Linked DNA regions of Pan troglodytes: region 1 is linked to region 2. Evidence: chromatin contacts called from public Hi-C data. All regions are on one chromosome and are shown on one strand. The core of a region is the stretch at or near the end of the contact, and the rest is flanking DNA. Distances in the headings are between cores, read along the strand shown. Region 1 holds the start of DAPK2 (death associated protein kinase 2). Region 2 holds the start of HERC1 (HECT and RLD domain containing E3 ubiquitin protein ligase family member 1).

Region 1 (2,892 bases), core at 211-2,710, 150 kb before region 2:
CCCAGTTGAAATCCCAGACACTGCAGAGCAGAAATAAGCCATACACACTGTGCTGTCTGAACTTCTGTCCCTCAGAATGCATGAACATAGCGAAACTGTTGTCCTGTGCCACCAAGGCTGGTAATGGTTTGTCACCAGTGATAGGTAAATGGAAATGGAGGAAGAGGTGTTTAGGGATAGTTTGGTGGGAGACTTCTCATGTTGGTGAAACTTCACCAGTGGGTGTCATTCCCTTAGGTCCACTGACATCAGAAACCACCTCTAGTCTTGGATATTACTCTATATATCATGCTGCTCTTAGGAGAGGAGGCTCGCTGGCTGCGCTGTTCTGAATTATTGTGAAGTTTATAAACAAGGAACTCTTTGCCGAGGATGTCCTGGACCCGGAGGCACTGCTCAGCTGGGGGCGGGGTCCATCTGTATTTGTCCCAATGTCCAAAAGGCTGAAGGGTGTGTGTGTGCTCACACTGGTAGAGGTCCTCTAGGTGCATCTTACACACTCCATCTCATCTCAGCCCCACCATAGCTTCATTAGGAGCTACCGGAAGGAGCGTTTCTCCCACTTTACTGATGAAGAAAGAGCCATGCCCAAGAACACACATGCGGAGTGGCAGGGCAGGGCTTTGAACCTGGTGGTAGGACTCTGAATCTAAGGCCCTTTTGAGGAGCCCCATGGGTGACTTAGGGATGGAAATTCCAGGGGTTGGAGGGGTCCTCATTTGCTTCCTCTAAACAGCCTCTTGTTTTGAAATAAGACAAATGAACTTGGCTTAAGTTCTGTTTTCCCTTCCTTCCTCCCTTCACCCCCTCACTCTCATTCCTTTTTTCCTCAGGGATTTTTTGGCAGAGGGCAGAGAGAGGAACCCATTCCCAAGTCCTCTATTAGAGAAGGCGTGATGGTGAGATGGGGGCTTCACTCAGCAACCGTGCCAGGACAAAGGGCAAACGAGGGCAGGCCGCTCTCAGGCTGGGTCGGGGGCAGTGAGGAGCAGAGCGGCCCTTCTCATCGCAGCCCCCACCTTGCTGTACGCTGTGGGCTTGAGGTTTCCAGGAGAGTCTGCGGTGTAGGGAGCGCTCTGGCTGGGAGGGAGGAGACGGCCTATTCCTCAGTGGGGCTTCCTCGCTCACGGTGTGTATGGTGGGGAGAGGAGCACACAAGTACCATTTTCTGAGGACTGTGCCAGACCATGTCATACGTATAAGCTCATTCAAATCGATTTCCAGATAAGGCCGGGGGTGGGTAGCCGACTTGCCCAAGGCCACGCAGCATGTGCGCGGTAGAGCCGGTAGGGACGCGCAGAGGGTCTTGCTACCGACTCTCCCCGCTCTCCCGGGAGTCTGGGAGCCCTGAGGTGTCCCCTACCCGGCCGGGAAGCTGGGCTCTCGCCCCGGTACTGTCCGGAGGGGGCTCCAGCAGGGGGCGCCCCGGGCCCCGTCCCGGGCAGCCGGGCGCGCCTCCAGCCGGCGCCTGGGACGGGGCTGGCCGCTCCTCCCCCTCGGCTCCTCGGCTGCTCGGCGGGCGGGCGCCGGGCGCTCTGGGAGGAGAAGACTGCAGGGCCGAGCCCAGCGCACCCCGCCGCGTCCCCCGTTCCCGCCGTGCCCGCCGCTCCCACCGCGCCTGCCGCGGCCGCGACCGCGGCAGCTCAGCCTCCCGCCGTGAGTAGTACCCGTCTGCGGGCTCGACGGGCGGGACGGGGCGCGCGTCCTGACGGCAGCAGCGCCCGGGTCTGGGGCTGGCGGGGCGAAGAGATCCGGGGCACTCGCTCGCAGATCCCGGGCCCGCCGCCCCAATGCCTGACGCCGTGGCCCGGGGCATTGTGGCCGGCACCCGAGCGCGGGAGCTGCCCGCTGCTGCCCTGGGGCGCCCTCCGGAGCCTGGCACTTTGACCTGGGAGACAGGGTAGAGGCGGCGGGCAGAGCCAAGCACCCAGCAGGGAGATGGGAGACGGACGTCCATCGAGTTAGGCCCCCTGGAACGGGCAGAGCACGCCCGGCTCCCGGCCAAGTCTTCTCAGCTTGGGCTGACTCTCTCACCTCTTGCTCCCGCCTGGCACAAGGATGTGATGCGAGGAGGGTGCTCAGATGTCTGAGCTTCCTCTGGGGCTGAATGAAGCTGGGGTCCCCGCCATCAGGCGCCCCGGCCTGGGGTAGAGCTAGGGTGGGCGTGGGGGCGGCCAGCAGGTGTGCTGCAGGTTGGGGTGGAACGGCTTGGAAGGGCGTTGCCAACAGTTGACTAGGACTCTGGGCTAGGCATTTTGGAGGTCCCAAGGCTTGCATAGGTCTGGCTAACCCTCACCGTAACTCTGCACGGTGGAAATTGGTATTCTTACTTTACAAAAGAGAAAACAAGGTCCAGAGAGGTGAGCCTCGTTGAGGCCGTGCAGGTAATGGTAAGGCAGTTGTGCACACTGGAGGAGAGGGCACCATAGCTGGCTGCCTCGGGGGCAAGCGGGCAGGGGCAGGGACAGCGCCTGACATCTTGTATCCTGGAATCCTGTGGAGGGCAGCCGCTCTGGTTTCTGACACTGCGATTCCCAACTGCCTCTGTGGAAGATATTCCTGGGAGAGTCCTGTTGACCTAAGAGGCCCTGGTGCCTTGGCCTCTTCACAGCAAACTTCACAGCCCTGTCCTTCCCCAAACCGCTCATCTCCCAAGATGTTTTTTGAGCACCCTCAAGTGGCACCATTGATGATTCAGCACCTTCAGAGGAGACTTGGGCAGAGGGGTCAGGGGTGTGTGGATGTGGCTGGAGGTCTGCTCCTCTGGGGTAAGTTCCTGGCTGGCAGGAATGAGACCCGCACTGACCCTGCCCACCTCCTTGAGGCCTCCCGATTTGTTAGCTGTGGGGTGAACAAGCAGGCTTCCCAAGGGAGCTGGATCTTTGCCAGAGA
Region 2 (2,700 bases), core at 31-2,530:
TACAAAGGCAGGAAACCAAGGCTCAGAGAGGTAGATGACTTTTCTAAAACCAAATGGCTAGCAAAGTAGCAGGGGAGTTTGGGTTCAAATTCAGTTCTACCTGGCTCCAAAGACTGAGTGCTTTGCACCATGCAATAGGGCTTGGGAGACCTGAAGTCCAGGTCAGGGTCATCCATTAACTCACATGGGACTGAGGCAAGCACCTCCCCTTGCTGGTCCTCAGTTTCCTCACCTGTGAATCGGGTAATGCCTAAGGTTAGGACTCTGTTCTCCCAGCATCTGACTTCTTGGAGGTCCTCTGCTGACATGGGTACAAAGAGCAGAATTGTGACCCAGGTGATCTCAGTATCTCCCAGTTTCCCTTTGGGAGGCTCTCTTCTGGCCAGGCTGGTGTCTTCCCACTGCCAGGGGGTCTGGAACCTAGCAGTCACCCCTTCTAGGAGTGCTCTGCTCTGTCCTCTGAACATTCCTTTCTACAGCTTCAAACAAAAATGTTTCAATGTCTTGTCTATGTTTTTATAATGTCTCATCTCTCTTGGGTTCTGCCATCTTCCAGAAGACCTAGGAGGGAAGCAGAGATGCTAGTCTGAACTAAAGGGTGAGGGATTCATGGGCTCCTAGTTGCATTTTTATCAGGAGCTTCTAGAAATAGTGTCACAACCTGAAAGAGCAGATGGTCAATTTAGTAACTTCATCAGTGCCTCTGAGTCCCCTTAGTCCCCTGCACATTCACTGTGATTTGTGTTCTATTCAGCTCTCCCTGAGTATAATGCACTCCCCGAGGGAGGGCAGGGACTGGGCCTTGCTCCCAGGCCAAAAGACTCGATTAATTGATGGAGCACCCAGGCCTATAGCACAGGACTGGAACCCCATCTGACTCTGCTTGTGGGAACTGCAGCCACTTCCTGAACTGCCTCCCCACCTCAGCCAGGCCTGAAATGTATTCCTTGCTAGCTAAAGAAGGGGCAAGGAGGAGGGAGAGGGTTTAGAAAGACAAGAAGCATATGGATTTCTTCTTCCTCAGTCTCTCCAATGCTTGAACCCTCCCAGGCCACAGGAAGCTCCCATGAGCCCAGCTAGGCTCTTTAGGGCCAGGGAGTAAAGCTATCTAGAAGTAACAAAAGGGAAGAGAATGAGCATTAATCAAGTTCCTATTGAGCATAGGCATTATACTAGATGTGTCTACAGACTTATACTTGTCTCCATTTTGCAGATGAGAAAACAGAGGACCTGAGAAGTTATGCTGCATGAGATAACGAGGCTAGTAGTTGGTGGAGCCGGGGTTTGAACTCAGGTCCAAAGGTATGTGCTCTTGCAGGCTGCCTCTGGGTGGCTCCTTGGGACAGAGGCTGTAGAACTTTAGGACCTGTGCCTCGTTTCCCTCAGGACCGACACAGGCAGTCCTGGAGGTCGATGTTGGGTCCGCTGGGGCCAGCCCCACCCAGCCTGTGGACACAGTGCCATGTTACTCTTTGTCCTGGTCTGCATTCACTGGCCATCCACACACATTTTTCTGAGGGATGCTTGGTAACTACGGCCACCAGGTGGCGCTGCAAGGGCTGGGACCTTGACTGCTGGATCTAAGGCTCAGCAGGTTCTTAGGGATCTTCCATGACAGGCCAGGATTCCCCTAAGAGATTCCTAGGAAACTTTTTAAAAAATATATGGGCCCAGAGTGTCTGGTTTGATATTTTGGATTGGATTCTGGGAAACTGTTATTATTTTAAAATGGTGTTAATTTTCTGCATTGGTAAAATATTCACATGGCTCAAAAAATTTAAAATATAAAAAGGTATATAAGCCTAGGTGCCGCGGCTCATACCTGTAAACCCAGCAGTTTGGGAGGCTGAGGCAGGTAGATCACATGAGGTCAAGAGTTCGAGACCAGCCTGGCCAACACAGTGAAACTCTGTCCTACTAAAAATGCAAAAATTAGCTAGTGTGGTGGTGCACACCTGTAGTCCCAGCTATTTGGGAGGCTGAGGCATGAGAATCGCTTGAACCCAGGAGGCCAGGAAGGGGAAGCTGCAGTGAGCTGAGATCACGCCATTGCACTGCAGCCTGGGCAACAAAGCAAAACCCTGTCTTTAAAACAAAACAAAACAAAACAAAACAAAAAATCCTTATTGTTCAAGGGTCAATTTTATATTCAACAAAAGAAGCAAAATAGATTTTAACCAAAGTAACAAAATATGAACAATATATTCATTTGCTTTCCATCAAAACATAGATAAAAAATATTAACAAGCAATAGCTATTGATTTGGTAGGAATATGAATATCCTAGCCATAACTCTTACTTGACAAATTCACTTGATTTTTGATTAGGCAATCTCCAATTGTGGTTTTAGGAATGTTTCACAGTCTGAGGTGCCAGGTTTGTGTGCCTCATGTGTTTTGTCCTTCAGTGTTAATGATAAACGCTTGCATGGCATTCTTAATTTTTGCTTGCACAAGGCTGTCTCAATACCTTTGGTCATTAGGCTGATCCCATTCAGCTTTCAAGTGATCCTGCTTATCTGACTATATAGAAGTCAACATAGCATGATGCTTCTGAAGGCTGTGGCAGATTCTTTCCAGGTGTTGCTCTGCAGCTTGACCTTTGGGAGCCTTGGCTTTAATGATCGCCACTCTGGGAGGGGAGCCCTTAACCTCCTGCTGTAGAATGATGCCAAACTGCCGGCTGCTCAAGCCTCCTTGA

What was found. Hi-C and Micro-C count contacts between places; a contact is called where the count stands out from the background.
Region 1: a Hi-C map of induced pluripotent stem cells shows a contact between it and region 2, with 1.9 times the contacts expected there. The contact joins the promoter of DAPK2 here to the promoter of HERC1 in region 2. A contact is called at or near these places in 2 of 7 Hi-C or Micro-C datasets (induced pluripotent stem cells and stem cell-derived neural progenitor cells).

What each region holds. Positions count from the first base shown.
Region 1 is chr16:56,038,467-56,041,358 of NHGRI_mPanTro3-v2.0_pri, reverse strand. It overlaps DAPK2 (death associated protein kinase 2), which reads left to right and starts at 1,460. Exons shown (of 12, transcript XM_001157721.6): 1 at 1,460-1,656.
Region 2 is chr16:55,883,955-55,886,654 of NHGRI_mPanTro3-v2.0_pri, reverse strand. HERC1 (HECT and RLD domain containing E3 ubiquitin protein ligase family member 1) reads left to right here and starts at 1,280. Exons shown (of 79, transcript XM_054667631.2): 1 at 1,280-1,302.